Linked DNA regions of Pan troglodytes: region 1 is linked to region 2. A link is a contact called in public Hi-C data. All regions are on one chromosome and are shown on one strand. The core of a region is the stretch at or near the end of the contact, and the rest is flanking DNA. Distances in the headings are between cores, read along the strand shown.

What was found. A called contact is a pair of places that touch in the nucleus more often than the background predicts.
Region 1: a Hi-C map of stem cell-derived neural progenitor cells shows a contact between it and region 2, with 2.3 times the contacts expected there. The contact joins two enhancer-like sites. A contact is called at or near these places in 3 of 7 Hi-C or Micro-C datasets (induced pluripotent stem cells and stem cell-derived neural progenitor cells).

Annotation. Positions count from the first base shown.
Region 1 is chr16:79,399,023-79,405,594 of NHGRI_mPanTro3-v2.0_pri, forward strand. No RefSeq gene overlaps it. Among named protein-coding and RNA genes, the nearest start is that of NTRK3, 650 kb to the right of the region's middle. Within about 2 kb of position 2,544, at least 3 of the 24 cell types and tissues checked have an H3K27ac peak or open chromatin away from gene starts, as enhancers often do. A contact at or near this core is called in stem cell-derived neural progenitor cells, where this site is marked.
Region 2 is chr16:78,710,156-78,716,339 of NHGRI_mPanTro3-v2.0_pri, forward strand. It overlaps AGBL1 (AGBL carboxypeptidase 1), which reads left to right. Exons shown (of 23, transcript XM_009429779.4): 23 at 1-2,184. Among named protein-coding and RNA genes, the nearest start is that of AGBL1, 840 kb to the left of the region's middle. Within about 2 kb of position 2,401, at least 14 of the 24 cell types and tissues checked have an H3K27ac peak or open chromatin away from gene starts, as enhancers often do. A contact at or near this core is called in stem cell-derived neural progenitor cells, where this site is marked.

The DNA of each region.
Region 1 (6,572 bases), core at 1,294-3,793, 690 kb after region 2:
CTGAGTGGCAGGCCCTTCCTTTTAAGGGAAGACTTAGAGGTAGGAAAAGCTGCTTCTGATAAATGGTGATAAGGGGTCAATTATTCCAACTATTTCATATTTATTAAGTTCCAGTAACTATGAGGCACCCAGCTGTGGGAGTAGAAAAAGTGAATGGTGATTGCTATAGATGAGGCCTGAGAGATTTTCTCTGAAGGTGAATTAGAGATGCAGGTTTGATGAAGATGGCATTTGGTAAAAGGAAATACATCTTAGGCCAAATGGCCTCCTATGAACATGGTGAAGAAAGAGCTCGCCAAGTAAATACAGTGAATCTGAGAAGCGCCCAAAGTGAGAGTGGGCACGTGTATGTGTGAGTGAACATGTATGTCTCTGTGTGCAAGGGTGTGTGCAGTGGTGAGGTGGAGTGAAAGCTAGGAGACAAACATGTAGGTAGGAGGGGAGTGCTAGAGAGAAATGGGAGACTCAGGAAAAACCCTTGAAAGGCTGATTCAAATCTTCCAAACAGGTCACCAGGGATAGCAGGGAAGAGCAGAAGACAAGGACACTAAAGGTGCCACAGGCAGTTGCTATTAGTACAGTCTTTGTAATATCATCCATAATAACTGGTCTGTGATTGATTGATTGATTTTTTTTTGAGACGGAGTCTTAATCTGTCACCCAGGCTAGAGTGCAGTGGTACGATCTCGGCTCACTGCAACCTCCGCCTCCCGGGTTCAAGCGATTCTCCTGCCTCAGCCTCCTGAGTAGCTGGGATTACAGGTGCACGCCACCACACCTGGCTACTTTTTGTATTTTTAGTAGAGATGGGGTTTCATCATGTTGGCCAGGCTGGTCTTAAACTCCTGACCTCGTGATCCGCCGACCTCGTGATCCGCCCACCTCGGCCTCCCAAAGTGCTGGGATTACAGGCATGAGCCACCGTACCTGGCCTGATGTGTGATTTGTATTTATTGTCTCTAGCAATCGTTATAATAAATGCCAGCTCTGATTTATTTAAACAGGTAAGCCCTCTCTTGCCCTCCCAGTGTCTGTTCATGTACCACACTTTTCCAGCTCCCTCCTTGGAGTCCTTGGAGAGCTGTTGCTTTTCTCTTACTTCCCCCCGCCCCTTTCTATTTCCATCACTCACTAAGTCACATTTTTTTTCCTTTTGCAATTTTTTCTCATTGCTTTTCTATGCTGTCAGGGATTAACTTTGCACAAAGAAAGGTTTAGCCTCAGATGGGCCCCTGGCGGCCCTTCAAACTTATGGCATGTCCTGCCTGATAAGACCTTCTGAGCACAGGGCCAGTGAAACTGCACAGAGATGCACATCACAAACGTTGTCCTGCCCGGTCTCCTAAACCATGTGCCTGTCTCCTGTCCTCTTCCTTATTTTCCAAAGACCACCACAGACACCAAGGCTTAAATTAGTTTTTATGAACTCTGATGCATACTGTCATGTATGATGTGCCAGGAATTGTGCATTATCTCACTTAATCCTTGCAAGACCACTGGATGGTAAGTCTTAACAATGCCCACTTTATAGTGGAAAATCTGAGGCTTTGAAAGGTTAAACAATTTGTCTAAAATTACAGCGCGTGTGGCAGTCAGATCTATCCAACCTCAGCATCTGGATTCACAGTTGCTGTGCTGAATAGCCTTACATGAGACTTCTACTTATCTAAACTTACACACAGTTATTAGTTTGAATTCTGAGAAACTGGCTTTTGAGAGTGGAAAAGAGGCCAGGTATAAGCGTTCTTAGTCTGTTTTAAGAATAAGAACAATTAGGATAATCACTCACCCCCACCCCCAACTCATCACCCTTAGAAGAATCTGTCTGCTAGTAGTCACTTGGTATCCACAAAGTCACACTTCATTATCCCCTAATAAAAACTCTCCTGGCATCATTCTAAGAGGTTTATGTGGGGTGCTGCTCCCCATTTCCAACCTCTCTGTGAACCTCTCCTTTTTGATTCACTGCTGAATCATCTGCCAGGCCTCTGAGCGCTCACCTTCATTTTGCTCAGCCACAAGGTAGACTCCTGAGTAAATGGAGCCCATTAGAGTGGACTCACATCACATTAAGGAATGCAAATGTGTACATTAAGGTGGAGGGAGACAAAGAAAAAGAAAAATAATTGTAGTTGCACAGGAGATTCCTAGCACCATCCCATTCATTAAGGAGATATAGCTGATATGAACACACTGTTCCCCCCCGAGTCTGTGTTGTTTTCTAAGCACCTCTGAGAATACAGGCATCTCACCAAGCTAAGGGTCCTGCTCCTGTTTACAATGCCCATGTTTCATAAAGTTTGCCTACTAAAGGGAAACTAACAATTTCATCTCATACTCAGGAAATCATGCTAGCCCAATACTAGAGGATAACACAGCTGGATCTGACTCACTAAGAAGCAATGTGTCAGTTTCCAGTGAAGTGCTTCTAAAGAGATTTGCCAAGTCTACTTTTTGTCTCACAAGCAGACTTCAGAGCCTAAATTTTCCATAAGCTGTGACTCTGCAAATTTGCCTGGGGATTTGTGATTGGATCACTGGGGAATTGACCCACCCAGTTGCAGAGATGCTAGTCCAAGGGTTATGTAGAGTTAGAGCTGCAGTCAGCACCAAGAAAAGCAAAGCCCTGTGTGTACTGAAGATTTAAGAGAGCAGAAAAATAAGAGGAGACCAAGGGAACCAGGCTATAGAAAGGAAAGTGGAACTGCAGCAAAACATATATTTAACACATTTTTAAAAACAGGGATCACTACCAAGCCAGAGACAGTGAGTGAGAGAGAAAGAGATTGGGAATGAGAGCAGAAAAATAAGAGGAGACCAAGGAAACCGGGCTATAGAGAGTAGAGTGGAGCAGGAAGAAGACATATATTTGAAAAGAGGGGTCACTGTTGAGCCAGAGAGAGTGAGTGAGAGAAAGAGATTGGGAATGAGCCTTCTTGGTGTGTGATGGGTCCTGACTGAGTGGCCCTTGTCCCAGGATCCCACGCCTGTCAGGCCCGGGCTTCCTTTCCCTTTGGCAGGGGCATCCCTAATGAGGCACAGGAATGATTTGTACTCTACATTCAGCTTCTGTTGCCCCAACTGTAGTCTGACACACCCCAGCAAGTTTACCCTTTTTCTTACCTGCTAATGCCAAATTGACAACCTAATTACCACACATATGTGATTGCTATTACCATGTGAATAGTAATAACTATGCACCCTTTCTAATTTCTAATTCTGATTCAGAAACAGAAGTCATTCACAAACCCTTCCTTATCAGTTTTAAAAAACGATCCCTATGCCGAAATGGTGACTCAGCTTCCGTACATTGCAGTGATAGTGCTGGCCCTCTCCAGAACCCTTGCATTCTCCGGCCATTAACAAAGATAAATATAAATGCTTATTTCAAGTTCTCTTTTCAACCACCCTTGCGCTCCAACGATTTTTTTCCTGCATGGGCTGCTTCTGGCTGCTATGACCTAATGCTACGACCTTTTTTTTACTCTGGGTTATTCTGGCCTTCATTTCTTTTGAAATCAGCCCTTCAATTTCATTTTCTCATATTTGTCACCACAGCTTTGAGATGTATGTGTACCTTTAACAGCTACATGAGTAGAATGGAAGGTGGTAGAAAGACACTATGGTTCAATATTAACAGGAGAATGGGGAGGAGCCAATGATACTGCCAGACACAAAAGGAAGGGAGGAGGAAGTGGGGGAGCAGAAAGAGTAAAGTAATAAGAGCTTGGGGAAATCAAGTTAAAAGTAACCAAGAGGTAATCAACCCAGTGATGGCATGGCACTAAATATACATGTCTTGCCTTGTGACATCTCTTCTAATTTTCTATCTTGCATCTCTCAGAAATTTGTAGAAGTTCCCTGAGGGCAAGTTTCCTGCCTTATACTCTTGTTTGTTGCTGCTGTTTCATATGGAACATTAATATTTGCTGATCAAATGATGTATTAATTGATTGATATTCCAACTGCTTGCACTCCAAATAAGACTGTACACATTTCAAATGGTGGTGGTGGTAGAACCATTTGAGTGAGGGAGAGGAGTACTGTTAGATTTAGTGGAAACTGTATTTTTTTCCCCAAAATGCTTAGAAGGAAATACGTTCTGTAACCCTTCCTGTCTAATGGCTGCAGAGTAATTTGGCATTAATTTTGATTTCTCTTCTTTTAACTATTCAAGTGCCCATGACAGCCTGACACATAGTAGGCACTCATTAAACATTTGAAAATGACTGAGTGACAAACTGAAAAATACTTTTAGTGAGAATTGAAATCTACTATTGATTGTCCCATCAGGAGATTTAGGGACCCTGGAAGGACTATGCATTTCCTGGGGTCATCCTTTGAGTAAGGCTGCTAGGATGGATAGGGTCCATAACAGAGCTGTATCAGAAACAAAAGGAAAAAAAAAAATACTGGTCTTGGAAGGTAACAGTATTGCATAGCAATTAAAGAGAATAAAAGAAAACGACAATGCACATGGTACATATGCATTAACTTGCTAAGTCTACCATAACAAAATACCACTGGGTGTTCAACCACAGAAATTTATTTTCTCAGTTCTAGAGGTTGGAAGTCCAAAATCAAGGTGTCAGAAGGTTCCTCTGAGGCCTCTCTCCTTGGCTTGCAGACAGCCGCCTGCTCACTGTGTCCTCGCACGGTCTTTCTTCTGTGTGTGTATGCCCCTATCCCTGTGTCTCTCAGTGTGTCCAACATGCCTCTTCTTATAAGAATGCCAGTCACATTGGATAACTTAATCACCTCTTTAAAGGCCCTATCTCCAAATACAGTTACATGCTGAAGTACTGGGGGGTTAGGTTTCAACATAGGAATGTGAAATGGGGGTACATTTCAGCCTATACAATATAGATGCCGATTCTACAAAGCATTCTCCTAGCTGCACGGTCATTCTGGGAAGCAAATAATTTTAATATCCAATGTTTACAGTTTAAGAAAGTGAATATTAAAATGTTATTCTGCCCCAGATCCAGGAGCTACAAGTGACAGGCTTGGATTCAAACCCACAACTTCTTGCTCTAAATAGCATGCATTTTCTACTTCAGCACTCTGCTATGAGACAAAGAAACACGAGCAGTGAAATATCTGGAGAAAACATATAGATGAGAACTGTCAGAAAAACTGAAACATTTCACCCAAACAGTAGGCCTCCTGTGACTCTCCAGAAAATCCACAACCATACCTTGTTTCTAAATCTCTGAATAAGTGACCCGAATTAACTCTTTCTGCTTCCATTTTGGCATTAAAAAAATTTAAAGCAATAAAATGTTCTTTCTCTTTTCCCCAGGGATTTTGAGGTCACCTGATACAGACAGTACTTTAAAAAAAACTTTGTATTATGAAAATCTGTAAATATAGAGAAAAGCAGACATTATATTATAATGACTGCTCATACCTTTATTAGGTTGGTGCAAAAGTGATTGCAGTTTTGTCATTAAAAGTAATGGCAAATGAATGAACCTAATACCAAGATTCAACATTTTTAGAATTTTGCCACTTTTGCTTCATCTATCTTCCTATTATTTTTCTATAATTTATCTATATTCATCTATCTACCTACCTATATTTTTGATAAACCATTGTGACATTTCATCTATAAATAGCTCATCATGCATCTCCCAAAACAAAAACATTTTCCCACATGCCCACAAAACCATTTTAAAATCTAACAAAATTAAGTGATTTTCTAATATAATATAGCAATCAGATTATATTCAAACTTACCTCCTTGTTCTTAAAATTTTTTTTATATAGTTTAGGGTTTTTTAAAAAACTCTAATTCTAACCAAGAAGCACACATTTCATATAATGCTAAATTTGTTAAGTTTCCTTAATCAAGAATCATTACTTCCTTCTGTTTTCATAATGTTACCTAGATGAAGAGTCCAAGCTATTTTATTTAGTACAAATGTCCCACATTCTGAATTTGTCTAATTGTCTTCTTATGGTGTTATTTAACTTGTTTACCCATTCCCTGTATTTCCTGCCATCTGGAATGTAGAGCTTAAGATTTGATTCATTTTAGAATATTTTAAGCAAGCCACATTCATGGGTGGCACTGAATTTCATTTCACATCACAGCAGGAGGCAGGTAATGTCTGATTAAATTGCTCTTAGTGAAGGTGAGTTTACTCACTCAGTGGCAGTCAGATTTTTCCATTGTAAAGCTGCACGCTTCTTATATAAAGATTAAGTTGTATATGGAGTGTTACTTAGGTACTTCCCAATCATCTATTACATATCGGCCTTTCCTCACTGTTTTAGCATCTGTTGATGGCCCTTGCCCTGTGAGCACCATTGAAACTACCCAGTTAGGTGAGTGCTGGTCCAGTTCTTCGGACATTGAGGGAGGACATTCCTTGGGTACAGCCACCACCTCTCTGCCATCTCTGGGTTTCTCTGGACTCAGCCACTAAATCTGACATGCAAGGTGAACTCAATAAGGTATTGTTTTTAATGATCCTAAACTCTTTACTATTTAGCTGCAGAAGACAATATAGCAGGTGCCTGGAAATCCGCGGAAAAAAATAAACCAAGGTCAAATTTGAAGCTTATTT
Region 2 (6,184 bases), core at 1,151-3,650:
TTGAGCCCAGGAGTTTAAGACCAGCCTGGGCAACATAGTTAGACCCTGAATCTACAAAAAATAAAGAAAAAAAATAGCCAGGCGTGATGATGCATGCCTGTAGTCCCAGCTACTAGGGAGGCTGAGGCAGGAGGATCACCTGAGCCTGGAAGTGGAAGGTTGAGGCTATGGTGAGTCGTGATCGCACCACTGCACTCCTGCCTAGGTGGCAGAGTGAGACCCTGTACTCTGTCTAAAAGTAAATAAAAAGGCTGAAGCAAAGATGATTCTACATGGGGGGATTTCAATGATCTTTTATAGTCTCTAGGCTCTTATGGGGTTAAAATGATTTCTTGGTATCAGATAAGTATTATGACCAGCTCCTGGCAAAATAAGTAACACTTAAGCATAATTATTTGGAGCTATTCAGTTAAAGTGTCTGAGTGTAGCCCTGGTCTTGAAGGGCAGGGCAAGACATGGCATTGAGTTCCATTGTCTCTACTGGCTGTGGGACGGGACAGGAAGCAGAGAGGCCGACAGGTCTGCCATCCAAACATCCAGGGTATGGGGGTTAAATGAATGAATGTCCTGGGGTAGAAGACTATCAACCAGACCCCACCCACACTTCATTCTGAAGAGGAAGTTATTTTGGGAGGTATTAGAGGAGGAAAAATCTGCCTATGTTTCTGCTCTGCTCAGACAATCACATAGTGACTCATTTCACTCTCAGTACCAGCTCTATGGGATAAATGGACATTATGATTGCCATTTTAAAAATGAAGTGCACCCATACTTAAAGAGACACGTTTAGTAAATGATAGAGCTGGAATCTGTTCCCGGGGAAATCTGACTTCCTAACTCATGCTCCCTCCACTTCCCCAGAGGAGGTGAATATGAACCATAACACAGTTACAGCTAACGTGGTAATTAGCAACACTTAGTATCTATAATAGTCTAAGACCATCGCAGGTGTCATCATGTTTAAGCCTAAAACTTCAGCCCAACGAGCTAAACTCTGTTGTTATGCTCACTTTATAAGTGAGGGCATTAAGAATTTAAGGGCTAGCCTAAGATGATACAGGTAGTAAGTAGCAGATCACAACCTTAACTCAGGCAATCGGACTCTTAAACTTGCTCTCCAAGGAAAAACATCTTTCTTCAAAGACCCCTAAGGGCCCTCTGAGAGGTTATGGAGCAAGTCTCCATCTCTAGGAAAGTGTGTTGTTCTTGTAGATCCTTGACTCAAATACAAGTAACTCCTACTGGACATTTCTGCATAACTTCCTGCTCCTCTTCAAACTCAACAGGTTCAAAGTCAAAATCTCCTCCCAACAAAATCTCTACCTCCAAATTCCTAAACTTGATTATGCTGATAGTAAACTGGTGTTGTTTGATTTATTTGTGTGCCAGATGCATAGCTCACTGTCTGGCCGAGGCAGGTACTCAGATCTTCACTAAACAGATGAATCTGCAATGTTGTTGAGTGTGAATCTTAGCTTTGGTTGGAGTCCAAAGCTAAGAATCAGACTCGATAACGCTGTTCTCACCTGGACTTCAAGTTTTCTTACCACTCTTCTCACCTTTGGTTGTGCCTCCTTTCCAACCCTTTCATCCCTGTGCAGCCTGATAGTATTGGGAAGGAAAACCGGCTTCTACTTTCGCGGTTTATAATTTGTCAGTGACCTCCCATGGTCTTAAGGATAAAATGCAAACAGGACCTAGTGCTTGAGCCTTTTCAGATCCAGCCACTACGTAATTTTCTGGTCTCTTCTCTTGACATCAGCCCCTGTTAAAGTCATAAAAACTTACTTTCAATTCTCAGAAAGCACCTTACTCTTCTGTTCCCTCTTCTTCCATCCATGTGCCTAGATCTATCCATTATGTGCTTAAATGTAGGCTCCTCCAAGAAGTCTCCCATGATCTGATTCTGAGTTCCTACTGTCATCTTGGAGAAACCCAGTCACAGCTTTTGTTGTATGGCATTGCCTGTGGACTTTGCTGTCCCCTCTTCACCTCCCCCCCACCGCCCCACTGCACCAAGACTGTAATATCTTGGAGAACAAAGACAATTTTGTTCACTGCTACATCCTGAGAGCCTAGCATCGTGCCCAAGATGTGGTGGGACTTCCATAAATATGTGTTGAATGGTTGAGATCTTAATTTCCGTTACAAAGGTCTCCTGAGAATGACCTCCTACCTGTTGCCTCAGTAGCCTCTTACACATGGAGAGCAGAGCTGCAGGAAAGCAGGACACACGTGAGTCCAGCCAACTCAGAGCTTCAAGGAGGCGTCCAGGAGAAACCTCCTTCAGCCCCGTTTGCGGTGCCTCCTGGTCGGTAATTTTCCAGAAGCAGTTTCTTGTTTCCTCCAAATGGCCTGTAGAGGTCAGAAAAGGGCCTTGTTTTCCAATCACCGACTGTCCTCTCTACATTAGCATTCACCCCGGGTGTCTATAATTAAGCAAGCCTAAGCTGGGCACATAGGAACGGAAATGCATTGACTTTAATAAAACAGAGTGTAAAACAACTTTAGATTGACTCCAGCCTTGTTTATTCTTGCACACTTGTAATTCTGGTTTGGTATATTCCCAGTCAAAGAGACCATTGTCCTGGGAACTGAAGCGTGTCCCTTGCTTCATTGCTGCTGCAGCCTGTCCAAGGAGGCAAGCCGCACCAGGTTGCTGCTACCGGCTCACAGCATTTTTTTTTTTAATTTTTTAAAGAAGAAAAAATAACAAAGAGAATAACCTGTGGGAACGATGAGAGGAGTTCCTATTGATGTCCCAGACTTTGTGTGTGTGTGTGTGTGTGTGTGTGTGTGTTTGTGTGTGTGTGTGTGTGTGTGTGAATGTAAGTACATTCAGAGTCCAGAAAAAATATGTAAATAATAAAAATGGATCAGGCACTCTGGTCTTCACCTATTGTGTAATTTAGGAAATGATGGTTTTGTTCTTTAAGTGATTCCTTAGCATATGGAATAGAACATTATAACAGAAGTTGAGAGTCCAACCAAGGTTTAGGCTCTGGCTCTCTTACTTCAATATATGGCTTTCGACTGACCCTTTCCTCTGGGTCTCAGTTTCTCCATTGGAGGGTGAAGGGCTGGACCACACGAAATCTAACCTCACTTCTATTTCTAATATTCATGAACATGAATGCTGTGCTGGCGGGGCCTGCAGAGAACACCAGCAGGCCCAGGGCTGGCCAGGCCGGTGAAGAGGCAGCATGAGGTGGCTCACACTAGCGTTCTGTCTCTGCAGGGACCGAGGCCAGGCCTGCACAATGATCTTTTCAGAGCACAGAGCAGAGCAGTGCCGTTGATACCCTGCCAATGCCCAGCAGAATAAAAGCTTCCGAAATCAGGGCTAAAAATAAATAATAAAACAAAATGACAACATAAACAGGAAGACCTAAAGGAGGGGGAATGAATTGAGTCAGCAAACTTCAGCTGGGGTGGGGCAGGGAAGAATCTAATTTGTTTTCATCCACATGGTTTGGCCTGCTAGGTGCTGCACTGGTGTTTAAAGTGCTGTTGGAAGGGGGAGTTTGATGCCACCCTGGGAGAAGATGGAGAAGATGGGGGAGAGGCGTGGCTGCTCTCTCAGGCTCGTTTCCTCCCCACTGTGCAGTTGGTCCACCCACTCCTCACTGACTCTTTGTTGGTTGTTCAGAGAGAGTTCTTTCACAGTCCCTCTCCTGTCCCTGGCCTCTGCCTGGGCCTGGGCCAACTGCCCTCATCGACCTTGTCTCTCAGCATTTGGGGCCCAGCTTCCTCTTAGGCTCTTTGCACACACTCAGGATTTCAATCAAAATGACTTTCAAATCTGGTCATTTAGGGGACGATGTGTGCAAGAGGGTTAGGGAAAGGGAGCTCATTATTACTGAGCACATTGAATGTTCCTGCCACTGTACAGTTACATGCAACATGCAAGGAGACAGACAGCAGTGACCTAGCAGCAGCCACAGGGCAAGTAAACACACGCGGATCACCTCTACAACCTTGTTCCAGGCCTTGTCATTGCGAAGGGTAGAGATTCAAAGCAGTTGGAGACTTCCTTTAGTGAGGCGGTTTCTTGAATTTGGGGATATGCAAATGTCGGGGTGAGGGATGAAAAGCTGCTCTGCTGTGCATTAGATGGTACCAAAGATTCAGGGAGTGGGGCCAGGGGTGTGCACTGGGAGAGAAGGAGAGAGAAGAGAGAGGATGAGGACTTCCCAGCATGGCTCAAGGCAGGGGAGCAAAGAGGGCCTCTGAGAAGTCCTGACTCATAAAAAAGTGATGTCCAGGATTGAATTTTAAGTTGTTTTCTGTTCTGTGGGATCTCATTTCACTCCATCCCTAGTCCCTCAAATCTCTAGTAAAAGTCCATTACTCCCAAGTAGCTGGGTTCTCATTATATTTTGCATAGATGAAAGGTTCAATTGTTCATTTTGGATAAAAACATGGGGGAAGCCACCAAAGAGAATTCAGCAGAAGCAGGAAATTTGCAAAATTCATTTCTAGGAAATTACAGATTCCATTTATTTGGGCACTTCATGAATATGATGGTAATGATAATAATCAACTTACCATAAACATGAACCAGTCCTTGGGCTGAATGTTTACTATTCACAAAACCCTTTTGAGGTAAATAACTATTATGATACCCATTTTACAGACAAAGAAACAAACTCTGGGAGATAGTTAGCAGCTTGTGCAAAGTGAGTGGTTAGTGGAGAGGCTGCATTTGGGTTTGAACTGAGCTTGCATCCTCTTCCCATTCTCCCCATGGTGTATCACCTCGGAAAAGGAAATATTCCTAGTGGCAGTGGACATCTCCTCCCTTCATTTTTCCCTTGAGGCAAACTTGCCTTCATACTTTCTTCTTCAAATTCAATTAGAAATGGATCCGCATCATGCCGCTGCACTCCAGCCTGGGCCACAAAGGGAGACCCAGTCTCAAAAAATAAAAAAAAAAAAGGAAATGGATCTGTAATTTTCAGAGTCTTATTTTCAGACTTAGTCAAGGCCTGTTTTCTCCCCCACGTACCTATTAATCTAAATTTTGCTCAGCTTCCTTTTCCACATTTCCAGACAAAAATGCTGTGTGACCTTTTACAGAAATCTTACAATGGGCTGATGGTGGTAGTTGATGATGTGTATGGGAAATACGTGAAGCACACTATAAGCTTCCCCTAGTAAATGTTCAGAGCAACATTTTTAAAGATGAACAACATGAATTTCACACAGTGGTTAAGTAAACATCATAGAGAAATATGTCCCCAACAAAATCGTGTCTGGATTGGGATCAGCAGGATTTCCCTTAAGGTGTCTGCTCTGGTTCAGGAAATGATTCTTCTGGGTCTCTGTCTGTCACGTCCATGCGTGTTCCGAACAATATCATGTGTTCCCCTGGTGACTCTTTTTTTTTCAGAGTACTACTTTGAAGGCTGTGGCATAGTAATGCTAGGGATACCTTGCAGACTTACGCTCAGAGATCTATAATGCACCACATCAATATCAGCTAGTTTCAAGTGATACTCAGTTTACTTTATTAGGAAAGGATCTATACTCTTTAAATCCTAAACTGTTACTGTTCCTCAACTTCACTTGACTTCAACCTAAAAATTAATGCTATAAGTGAGTGGCCACTTCAGCAAGGCCACTCAGCAAAGAGCAACAGGAGAAACACACCTTGGTCCTCTACCTTTTCCTGTCTCTGTTGAAATAGATTTTCCTGTAGTCTGACATAAGTCAATGATATTCCCGAAAGACAGCCTTACCTGAGCCATGCTTCTCTTTTTCTGAATAGTTTTCTTGTTGTTGTTTTTTGTTTTGCTTTTTTCTCATCTGAAGTGGCTACAAGATGAAAAGACCAGAAACACATGACATTAATTAAGGTAAGGAAAAACAGAGCCCAGCAAGGGAGAATGAATTGACACTGAAATCTCTAGGGCCCATCAATGACTAGCTGCTTAGTTGCCCACTCCCTGTTGACACACACACACACACACATACCCCCCCACCCACCCGACTACCTAAGGAAAAACTCTTATATGAATGAAGAAAAAACCAGAGCCTTCAAGGACACTAATTTGGTGCCTGTTGCAGAGAGCAGTTTTTGTGGTAAGAGGAAGATTATAAATAGAAGCGACTGCGGCAAGCTCTCTCACGATGTTTTATAATTGGTGTAATACCTTGTGCCAGATGATATGAGAAAGATGGT